Linked DNA regions of Sus scrofa: regions 1 and 3 are each linked to region 2. The links are chromatin contacts, called in public HiChIP or PLAC-seq and promoter capture Hi-C maps. All regions are on one chromosome and are shown on one strand. Each heading gives the region's core, a stretch centred on a gene start, on an enhancer-like site or on the middle of the called end of the contact. The rest is flanking DNA. Distances are from core to core; before and after follow the strand shown. Region 1 holds the start of ANKS1A (ankyrin repeat and sterile alpha motif domain containing 1A). Region 2 holds the start of C7H6orf106 (chromosome 7 open reading frame, human C6orf106). Region 3 holds the start of RPS10 (ribosomal protein S10).

Region 1 (2,944 bases), core at 384-2,883, 150 kb after region 2:
CACTGACACAACTCCGGCCTCATGGACACATCTCTCCCTACCTCGCCTTCTTCAGCCGCGGTTTCTTTCAAGTCCCCATCTCCGTCTCCATCCGTTTCCTCCGGGATTCCGTCCGTGTCCGTAACCCCGGGAGCCCCGGGAGCAGCAGCCATCTCATCTGCCTCCCCTGTTTCTCCACTTTTTTCCGCGGGCGACTCGCAAGCATTATCCATCGCGGTCAGAAGGAGAGGGGAAAGGACATCGAGGGCTTAGGAGCTCGGGACCCCGCGCAGCACAGCAGCCCAGGAGCTCACTTCCTGTCGTCGCGTTGCGATGACGTCACCCACACCGCTCCTTAGAGGGGTCATTTACAGGCGCGTGTAGAGGACATCAGGGCTCCGTTTTGATTTGGTGGCGGTGGGGAGAGGGAAAATTGAGGGTACTGAACTCAGTTTGTGTATTTTCCACCCTGGGAAACCAGTATTTGTAAAGGACAGCTGCGCTTTTTACTGAAGGGCGTCTTTTTCCTTTCCGTCTTTCTAAAAACGCAATGTCAGTTAACTCTTGTCCTTCATTCTCTTTCCTCAGAAGAAATCTTGGGGACGGGAGGAAACTCAATTCCGTTGTACTCCCTGTGGCTACCGGGTAAACTCAGGCAGTACAATTGGACAGAGACGGCGGTCCTGTGTTTACATTGAATTGCCAGCATTTCTCTTTTGTTCCTCAAAAACGTAAAAAAAAAAGAAAAGTCCTATAGCTTGAACCGAATTTATCCAATTCCTTATTCACTCCACAACGATTGAGCGCCTACTTCGAGCCAGGAACAATGCTAGTACCAGAAACAAAAGACATAATCTCTACCCAGTTGAATGATTTTTCCAATTCCCCAGTACTCAAGGTCGGGGTCGGTTTCACACATTTGACTTTAATATCAGCTTGGTTAATGTCATCGAAAGAGGAAACATCCTACTGGGAGAGAAGCCTTCCCTTTGAATGTTTAGCTTTAACGAACCGTTTCAGAGTTGGGAGCATTAAGTGGGGATATTTTTGTTTTAAAAGTTCCCTCTCTTCCCTCATTGAAGTACGGAAGGGGGCATTTTATTCACCTCTGTATTACTAGGTTCCCACATCTATTACGTATTTAATTTATGCGTGCTGAATGAATGGACTTGGAAATGTAGATGCGCGTTGCCATATTTCTCTCTTTGTTTCTACATTGCCTGGATGAATTACCGTATTTCCTATCCTGCGAGCTCCCAAAACCTTTGAGGAAGAAGAACACGTCGGGAGGCGCGCACAGGTGGAGCGAATCTGTAGCTTCCCACTTGTACAGCAGGTGACCACACGACACCCTCCTCTCGCCCAGAGAGGACAATCTCGGCTCAACCAAGGCCACTTGGCGCAGACCCCAGCCACCTGTGTCCGCCCTCCGAGCCCCGCCCAGCTAGGTGGGCAAAGGGGCGGGGCGCAGGGGCGCGGTGACGCGTGACGCCGGATCCCGGAAGTGACGCGCTCCTGGGGGAAAAGGCGGGGGGAGGGGGTGGTGTCCCCGGCCGGTTTGGGGGGTGCGTTGCCCGGAGACGGAAAGTTTGGGAGCCAGAGCAGGCTCCGCGGCGGCCCCGGGGAGGAGGTCCGGGGGGCGGCGGCCCTGGGGATGGGGAAAGAGCAGGAGCTGCTGGAGGCCGCCCGCACCGGGCACCTCCCGGCCGTGGAGAAGCTGCTGTCCGGGAAGCGGCTCTCCTCAGGCTTCGGGGGTGGCGGCGGCGGTGGCGGCAGCTCCGGGGGCGGCAGCAGCGGCGGCGGCGGTCTAAGCTCCTCGAGCCATCCTCTGTCCAGTCTGCTCAGGTGAGTAACGCTCCGATACCCGGCAGCCGCCTGGAGATCCCCTTTCCCCCGCCCGTCTCCTGGGTCTCCAGAGAGATCGGGGCTCCAGAGACCCTAGCGGGGTGGGTTTGCGGGTTGCCCCAGGGCGAGGGCAGGCGGCCCAAGGGGCAGGGGGCACCGGTGCGGGTCCGCGCGGCTTCGGGTTCCTCTCATCTCGCCTCCTGACCCAGCTGCGAAGAATGGTGGGAGTGCCCAGGTGGCAGCCTCCGCCGCATGGCACAGCCCGGCTGCACCCTCGCCCGCTGGCGGGTGCCAGCTGTTGTATCTCACAAGCCACTTTAGAGGAAAAAAAAAAATGTGTTTTAAATCTCCCTCATCTCCTGCAGAAACTCCCACGCCTTGCAGAATCTCGCGGTTCCCCTGGAGGAAATTCTCTTGATTCCCTTCTTTTGGGAACTTGGAATCTTCCACCAGGCTCTGCAGGACGTGGCTTTTGTCGTTTATATTAAAATTGTCTTTGGGTTTATCAGGTTCAAAATGTTTTTCTTTCAGCCCCCTTTGTGCTTGGAGTTTAAAGTCTGGTTCCATGTAGCGAACCTCATTGGATTAGTCTGTTAAGTGGCATATGTAGTGTTCATCAAGGGGTCTATTCATCAAAAAATAAAGGTTTAGGAAAACTTGTTTAGGAAACTGAGGGGTGCTTTAAACTTTTCCAAGGACTGTTGTTAAACACTTGAATCTGGAGCTGTAAGGATTGAGAGAAAAAAAAGGTCACTTTTGTGCATCTTGAAGGGGGGATTGGAGGTGCCTTGTCACTGTGAGTAAAATGTGTTGTTTCAGCAGCACTTTCATAGCCTGTTTTCTTTTCCTTCCTTGTTCTTTTGAGGTTTCTAAGAAGTGGAAGTTCATTTAGAAATGGCTTGGTTTGCTTTTGTTCCACATTAGTTTATGTAACTTCAATTTGAGTGAGCTTGGACCAAAGAAGCCCAAGGCTCAAATAAATTGTTAGGTATTAAGCACTGAGTGCAAACCCAGGTCTACACAGGAAGATTTTAAAAAGCAGTTTAAGAGGAGAACTCTCCCAGGGAGTTCATTTTCTTTCTTCTTTTCTTTTCTTTTTCTTTCTTTTCTTTCTTTCTTT
Region 2 (3,391 bases), core at 40-2,539:
TCTTTAGTCTAAGTTATCATGGTCTTCTGTCCCAATTCAGTCTTCTACAAGAAGTCTCCAAGCCAAAAATACTTGGTTTCCAGCCTAAGTTCTCCATCTTCCCAAACATTTAAAAACCCAGCTGTCTTCCCCTTAAGACCCTCTGGACAAGCCCCTCTCCTTTCCCCGCATTCTGGAGCCCAGGGCTCCAATCCCCTCAGAAAGTTCCCTCCCCCAAGATAAACTCTCCTTCACTTTCCTAAGTTTTTTCCCAGACCCTGCTCCGGGTCTAGCGCTCCATTTCTCCACTAGTAGATCCCACTCTATCCTGGCACAACTCTTTGGAAAGTCTTTTTTTTTTTTTTTTTTAAGCCGTATTCACCTGTCCTGCCCCATGAAGTTCTTCCCTTTTCCCTATCTGTCCTCCAGTGGACACACACACACGATCTATTCTTATCAAATCCTAACTCCAAGTCTCACCCGTGCCCAGGTTCTTCCACAGCACCTAATTCTCTCCCGGAGTTTCCCCTCATCCCTGTCCTCCTCAGCCCCTAAGTCCACACCCCAAGCTTTTTTCCACTCCCTATCTTTAGGTTTTGTGTGCTTTTTACTCTTAGCCAACAGCACAGCCCTCTTCCTCCCAGATTTACCCCACGCCTCGATACTCAAGTCTCTGCCCCTCTTCCAACGTTCATCGGCTGCTAATGCTCCGAAGAACCTCAGGAAACCCCTCCCCACACACACACTCTCCCGTCTCCCTTCCGCCTCTCCTGCCCTCCATAGCCCCCAACTCTCCTCGTATGTCCCCCTCTAGCCCTGCTCAGTCCCCGAATTCTCGCAGGCCCATAGGACTCCCCACACGCCCTCCCCGCCCCCGGAAGAGGGTGCCCCTCAGTGCCCGCCCGGCCCGCCCTGCTGCCGAGCTCGGGTGTCCCTTCCCTTCCCCTCGGGGCCCCGAGGCCGCTGCTAGGACTCGCGCGGCGGGGCCGGCTCACCAGTTGGTCATGTCCAGGAAGAAGGCGCAGCCGGCCGGGTTGAGCTGGAAACCGAGCAACCGCTGGAACTCGGAGATGAGCACGTCCTTGTCGGTGGTGCCCAGCAGCTGAACTTCTGCATCAGCTCGGGGTCCAGGTCCACGTCCATGCCCTCCATGGCTGGGGCCGGACACTCACTTCCCCGCCTCCTCACAAGCGAACCGCCGCCGCGCCGCCGGGCCCGGGGACCAGGAGGGGGCCCGCTGCTAGCTGGCGCCGCGACCCCGCTCCTCTGAGGTAGGCCCCGGGCCTCTCACCGCCTCATAGGGGTAAACTCACTCAGCCACTCACTCGCTCGCGCGCTCCCCCCCCTCCCACCCCCCCCAGCGCCGCCGCCTCCGCCGCCGCCGCCTCTCGCTTCTCCACCACCTCCGCCTCCTCCCGCGTCGCGCCCACTGCGCAAGCGTCGCCGGCTTAGGCCCCGCCCCTTCCTTTCCAGAAGGCCTGCCCCTCAGTGGCGTCACAACCCCGTGACGTCCCCCGCGTGACCTCACCGCGGTGGAGCGAGGGGGCGGGCGGTGGGAAGGAGGAAAGGGTTGGCCAGGCGACGCGGGGAGGTGACTGAGGACCTGACATTTTTCTCGCCCCGCCTCAACCCTCAAGGGGAGGAGTTAAACCCAGCGGTTGGGGGAAAAGCTCAGGCATCTTCGTCTACAACTCCAGCATTTTGCGCGTGAGGAAATGAGAAACGGAGACCAGGGCAAGGTCAAGTACTGAAGTGCACAGAGAACCCATCCCTCCCAGCCGAAAGACTTGTTTGCCTAAGTTTCTAGAGCGGCTTTCCCAGAAGGAAGATGCCATAAGTCCTTGGTTCCTGGCCACCCCCGGGGATGATTGCTAGTTTACCCATGCTGTTTCTGTTATGTATGCAACGGTAGTCTCCAGAAAGAAAAGGAGGCCTGGATACAAACGTCAATCACAGGTCCAGGTGAACATTGTGCATAATCTTCTACCGGCTCCATCAGGGCCAACTCTCTCTTAAAAGTTAAGTCACAAGGAGTTCCAGCGGTAAGGAATCCAACTAGTATCCCATGAGGATGAGCGGTCCGTCCCTGGCCCTGCTCAGTGGATTAAGGATCTAGCGTTGCATGAGCTGTGGTGCAGGCCAGCAGCTGCATCTCTAATTCCACCCCTAGCCTGGGAACTTCCTATGCTGCATGTGTGATCCTGAAAAGCAAAAAAAAATTAAGTCACAAGAATTTGACATGCCTTGTTCAGTTGTAGAGAGCAAAGTGTCAGTGAACATATAGTACACCTGCCTGGTCAGGGCCCCTTGTTAAGCTCAAAAAATGAGAAAGGAAACACAGACTATCTTGTCTACCCCCTTTCATTCCTCTTTCAGCATGAGCTTTTAAACACCTGATTTGACCAGCAGTCTGCTACATCCAAAGAGGGAAGAGATAATTTTAAAATGGTCTCTTTGCTGTACAGTAGAAAATGGACAAAACACTGTAAACCAACTATAACGAAAAAATGAAAATAATAAAATAAATTTTAAAGAAAAAGGTCGCCTGCCTTCAAGTAGTTCTGTCTTACAGATATGGAAAAGAACATCCAGAAGGTTTCTATATCTTGTTCAAAAATGCAGAGCAGCAAAACTAGAACCCATTTCTCAGTCCTAATATAATGTGTTTAACATAATTTCAACAAGCAGACAACTAGAATAAGTGACCAGTAGTATCCTGGGTGCTTTGAGATTTGGGAAAAGGAAAACATTCTACCTCCTTCTTTCCCACTACCAGATGAAACTAAAACTATGGCTTTAAAAGCCTAGGTTCTGGGGTCACACCCATTTGTGAATCAAATTCTCCTTCTGCTAGTTATTGGTAATCACAGTGCTTGCCCAGATAGGATTGTTGTGAGGATTAAATGAGGTAACAGTATATAAGCTCAGTACTCTGCCTGCTCCGTAAGAGCCATTCAAGAAATGGTAACTAGTGTTGTGGCCATAAGCCTGACGAGATGACTGTGGGGTTACTGATACAAGCAGGCAGGGATTACATCTCCTGGTCCCTCTTCTACCTTACTTCCCTTACTGGGCCTTTATTAAAATATGAAATAGGGAGTTCCCATTGTGGCACAGCGGAAATGAATCCAAGTAGGAACCATGAGGTTGTGGGTTCGTTCCCTGGCCCTACTCAGTGGGTTAAGGATCCAGTGTTGCCGTGAGCTATGGTATAGGTCGAGGATGTGGCTCAGATCCCACGTTGCTGTGGCGTAGGCCAGCAGCTGTAGCTCCAATTAGACCCCTAGCCTGGGAACCTCTGTATGACACAGGTGTAGCCCTAAAAAGCAAAAAAGAAAAAGAAAAGAAATATCTGCCTTCTTTCTTAATAAGGAACTACCCCTTCTCTATTTATTTTTTCCTCCAATGGAAT
Region 3 (3,418 bases), core at 209-2,708, 220 kb before region 2:
CAGTTTAAAACCCAACTAGACGCTGGAAGCTAGAAATGCAGTGTAAAGGGGAGGCTAAACTGCACAACAGACAAGTTTTCAGGGTGTGTCTACCTCACAGCCCTTCAAGATATCAAGCTGCTCTGGCTGTCCTGACCTCTCCTTAGAATCTGCCTTGAACACCATGGAAAATCCCTCCATCTGCACCCACGCCTACCTGCATGGCCTTCATGACGTGAAGATTAGGCACATTCTTGTCCGCCAGCTCGGGGTGCTTCGGCATGTGCACGTCTTTTTTGGCCACCATCACTCCCTCCTTGAAAAGGAGTTCATAAATGGCAATCCGGTTCTTCTTGGGCATCAGCATCTGCAAGAAGGAAGCGATATAATCAAGATTACTTCTGGGGAGTTCCCGTTGTGGCGCAGTGGTTAACGAATCCGACTAGGAACCATGAGGTTGCGGGTTCGATCCCTGCCCTTGCTCAGTGGGTTAACGATCCGGCGTTGCCGTGAGCTGTGGTGTAGGTTGCAGACGCGGCTCGGATCCCGCGTTGCTGTGGCTCTGGCGTAGGCTGGTGTCAACAGCTCCGATTAAACCCCTAGCCTGGGAACCTTCATATGCCGCGGGAGCAGCCCAACAAATGGCAAAACACAAAATAAATAAATAAATAAATAACTTCTGAGCAATGTGGCCAAGGGCCAGGAACCATCATCCCGAAACGACAATAACCACTGTTCAATGGAATAAAATCTGTGGAAAACAGTAAACAAGGATTCAAACTCCACAGAAGGGAACCCTAACAATTACTCGTTCCCTCCTCCACCCTTGAAAAACGATTCAGATGAGAAGTTGCCAAAACATTAAAAAATAAACCTGTAGGGGCGGGGGGAGTTGTGCACATACTCGCTCCGGACTTTCGCTCTCACAACAAAGGTGGAAAGGGGGCGCAGCTCCTGCACGCGCGGACTATTTCGGCACCTTCAACCACGGTTACCTAGTGCGGAATGGCGCGAGGGACCCAGAGGAAAGCCCTCGGCCCTTAACAGGCCACTGACCCCAAACCAAAGGGATAGAGCCTTCTCAGCCTACCGTTCTCTTCCCGAGCTAGAGCTCCAGGGCCGGGTAAGGACGCAGCACGGAGTGCGGAGTTCTGCCCCGAAGGAAAAGCGCGCAGGAGCGACAGCCTCCCAAGCCGGATCCTCCCTTCCTCCGCCCCCGCCATGGGATGCCAATCTTCGCAAGCCAGAATCCCACTGCCCTGCGAAATGCGCCCCTGGCCGCTCTCACTACTCGGAAATGGCCGTGCGGGGAGCGGGAGAGGGCCTCCTCCGCCCCACGCCTGGGGAAGCACAGCGACTACAGCAGCCAGAGGGCCAGGATGGGGGCCGATGGAACCCAGACTCCAGAGGAACTCACCGCGGCGGCTACTGCGTACGGGGCCGGAGCTAGAAAGGAAGGGGCATGCGCGGCGCAGCGTCTCTTCCGGGCTGCCTCGCCCCGCCCCCTGTCAGGACCCTCGCGCGGCCTGGGGTGGCCTCGGCAGTGCCTGAGAGACTGGCGGCTCCTGGCAGCCGCTGAGAAGCCTGACAGCACGCACGTGGAAACCGCTGGGGCCGGCTTCTGAACCTGTGGGTTTTGTCGATAAATAGCCATTTATGCTTGGGCAGGCCCTTTGCAAGTGCGCTACTCATTTATTTTCTTTGTTTCCTGTCGGTGATTTAACTTACTATTATGTAAGTAATATATGCTCTTTGAGCGGGAAAAAGAGACCATTCAGACAAAAATAAACAACAGTAATAACAATTATAAAAGAATAAAAGTAGAATACTATCGACCAAAGAATCGCTATTAACAATTTGGTATACATTCTTCCAGACTCATAGGAAATCTATATATTTTTTTAACAAAAACGGAATGTTTTGTGTGTACATCATGATATGCTGTTTGACAACCTGTTTTTTCCTTTCCCAATAATACATAATGAATTTTTTTTTTCTTTTTACCGTCACACCTGTAGCATATGCAAGTTCCCAGGCTAGTGGTGGAATGGAAGCTGCAGCTGCCGGCCTGCACCACAGCCACATCAATTCCAGATCAGAGCTGCATCTGGGACCTACGCAGCTGTTTGTAGCAACACTGGATCCTTAACCCACTGAGTGAGGCCAGGGATGCAACTTGCATCCTCAAGGAGATTAGTGGGCTTCTTAACCTGCTGAGCCAGATGGGAACTTCCACGAATTTTTCATGTCATTGCCTGCAACTGTTATGACTACATAGTAGTCTGCTGATGAATGGTTTAATCAATGCCATGGTTGGATATATATATTAAAAATCCTTCACTATTATAATAAACGATGCCACGTACTTATCCACACCTTTGTCCAATATTTTCCTTGTGACAAATTCCTGGAGTGTAATTGTTGAGTAATAAAGCACACATTTTTAAGTTTTTGACACATGCCACATTGACTTCTGGAAGGCATTATCAATTATATTTTGGTCAGGTGTTAAAACAAGGCTCACTCCCTATTAACCCTGCTGACATTGGATATTCATTTCTGTCAGTATGATACATAAATATTAATCTCATAGTTCTTTTGATTTGCTTTTCTTGATTACTTCTGTGGTTAAACATTTTTTTTTCTTTTCTTTTTAGGCATTTTTGTTCTTTCTTTAAAAATTCATTTCCAAGGAGTTCCCTTCATGGCACAGCGGTTAACGAACCTGACTAAGATCTATGAGGATGAGGGTTCGATCCCTGGCATTGTCCAGTGGGTCTTCAATCCAGTGTTGCCTTGAGCTGTGGTGTAGGCCACAGACGCGGCTCGGATCTGGTGTTGCTGTGGCTGTGGCTGGCAGCTGTAGCTCTGATTCAGTCCCTAGCCTGGGAATCTCCATATACTGCAGGTGTGGCCCTAAAAAGAAAAAAAAAATTTGCTCAGATCTGGTGTGGCTTTGGCTGTGGTGTAGGCTGGCAGCTTAAGCTCTGATTCCATGCCTAGTCTGAGAACTTCCATATGCTATAGGTGTGGCCCTTAAAAAAATTCATTTCCATTACCTGTTTTTTTATTGAGGTTTTTTTTCTTATTAATATGAAATTCCTATTTACATAATCACCCTTTAAAACCATAGTAAGCTCTTTGTCACATGTTTTTAAGGATTTCTCCTAGTTTTTAAAAATTTTATGGCATTTTGAAGAAGTTTCACTTTTTTTTTTTGGTCTTTTTCTAGGGCCCCACCTGCAGCATATGGAGGTTCCCAGGCTAGGGATCTAATCAGAGCTGTAACCATCGGCCTACACCAGAGCTACAGCAACAGGGGATCACAGCCACATCTGCAAACTACACCATAGCTCACGGCATTGCCGGATCCTTAACCCACTGAGCAAGGCCAGGGATTGAACCGGAAACCTCATGGTTCCTAGTTGGATTCGTTAAC

The links. Promoter capture Hi-C pulls out the DNA fragments that hold promoters and counts their contacts. HiChIP or PLAC-seq counts read pairs in DNA pulled down with a chosen protein or histone mark.
Region 1: a contact with region 2 is called in an H3K27ac HiChIP or PLAC-seq map of alveolar macrophages. The contact joins the promoter of ANKS1A here to the promoter of C7H6orf106 in region 2. A contact is called at or near these places in 1 of 5 promoter capture datasets (liver), 1 of 47 Hi-C or Micro-C datasets (liver) and 1 of 2 datasets of contacts at active chromatin or transcription factors (alveolar macrophages).
Region 3: a contact with region 2 is called in a promoter capture Hi-C map of liver, with 4 times the contacts expected there. The contact joins the promoter of RPS10 here to the promoter of C7H6orf106 in region 2. A contact is called at or near these places in 2 of 5 promoter capture datasets (fetal skeletal muscle and liver), 1 of 47 Hi-C or Micro-C datasets (heart right ventricle) and 1 of 2 datasets of contacts at active chromatin or transcription factors (skeletal muscle).

What each region holds. Positions count from the first base shown.
Region 1 is chr7:30,811,458-30,814,401 of Sscrofa11.1, forward strand. ANKS1A (ankyrin repeat and sterile alpha motif domain containing 1A) reads left to right here and starts at 1,634. Exons shown (of 25, transcript NM_001246264.2): 1 at 1,634-1,824. The coding sequence starts at 1,634. TAF11 (TATA-box binding protein associated factor 11) reads right to left here and starts at 311. Exons shown (of 5, transcript NM_001184894.1): 1 at 42-311. The coding sequence starts at 212.
Region 2 is chr7:30,665,826-30,669,216 of Sscrofa11.1, forward strand. It overlaps C7H6orf106 (chromosome 7 open reading frame, human C6orf106), which reads right to left and starts at 1,290. Exons shown (of 6, transcript NM_001243026.1): 1 at 1,080-1,290; 2 at 975-1,077. The coding sequence starts at 1,131.
Region 3 is chr7:30,441,254-30,444,671 of Sscrofa11.1, forward strand. It overlaps RPS10 (ribosomal protein S10), which reads right to left and starts at 1,459. Exons shown (of 6, transcript NM_001244106.1): 1 at 1,070-1,459; 2 at 197-346. The coding sequence starts at 346.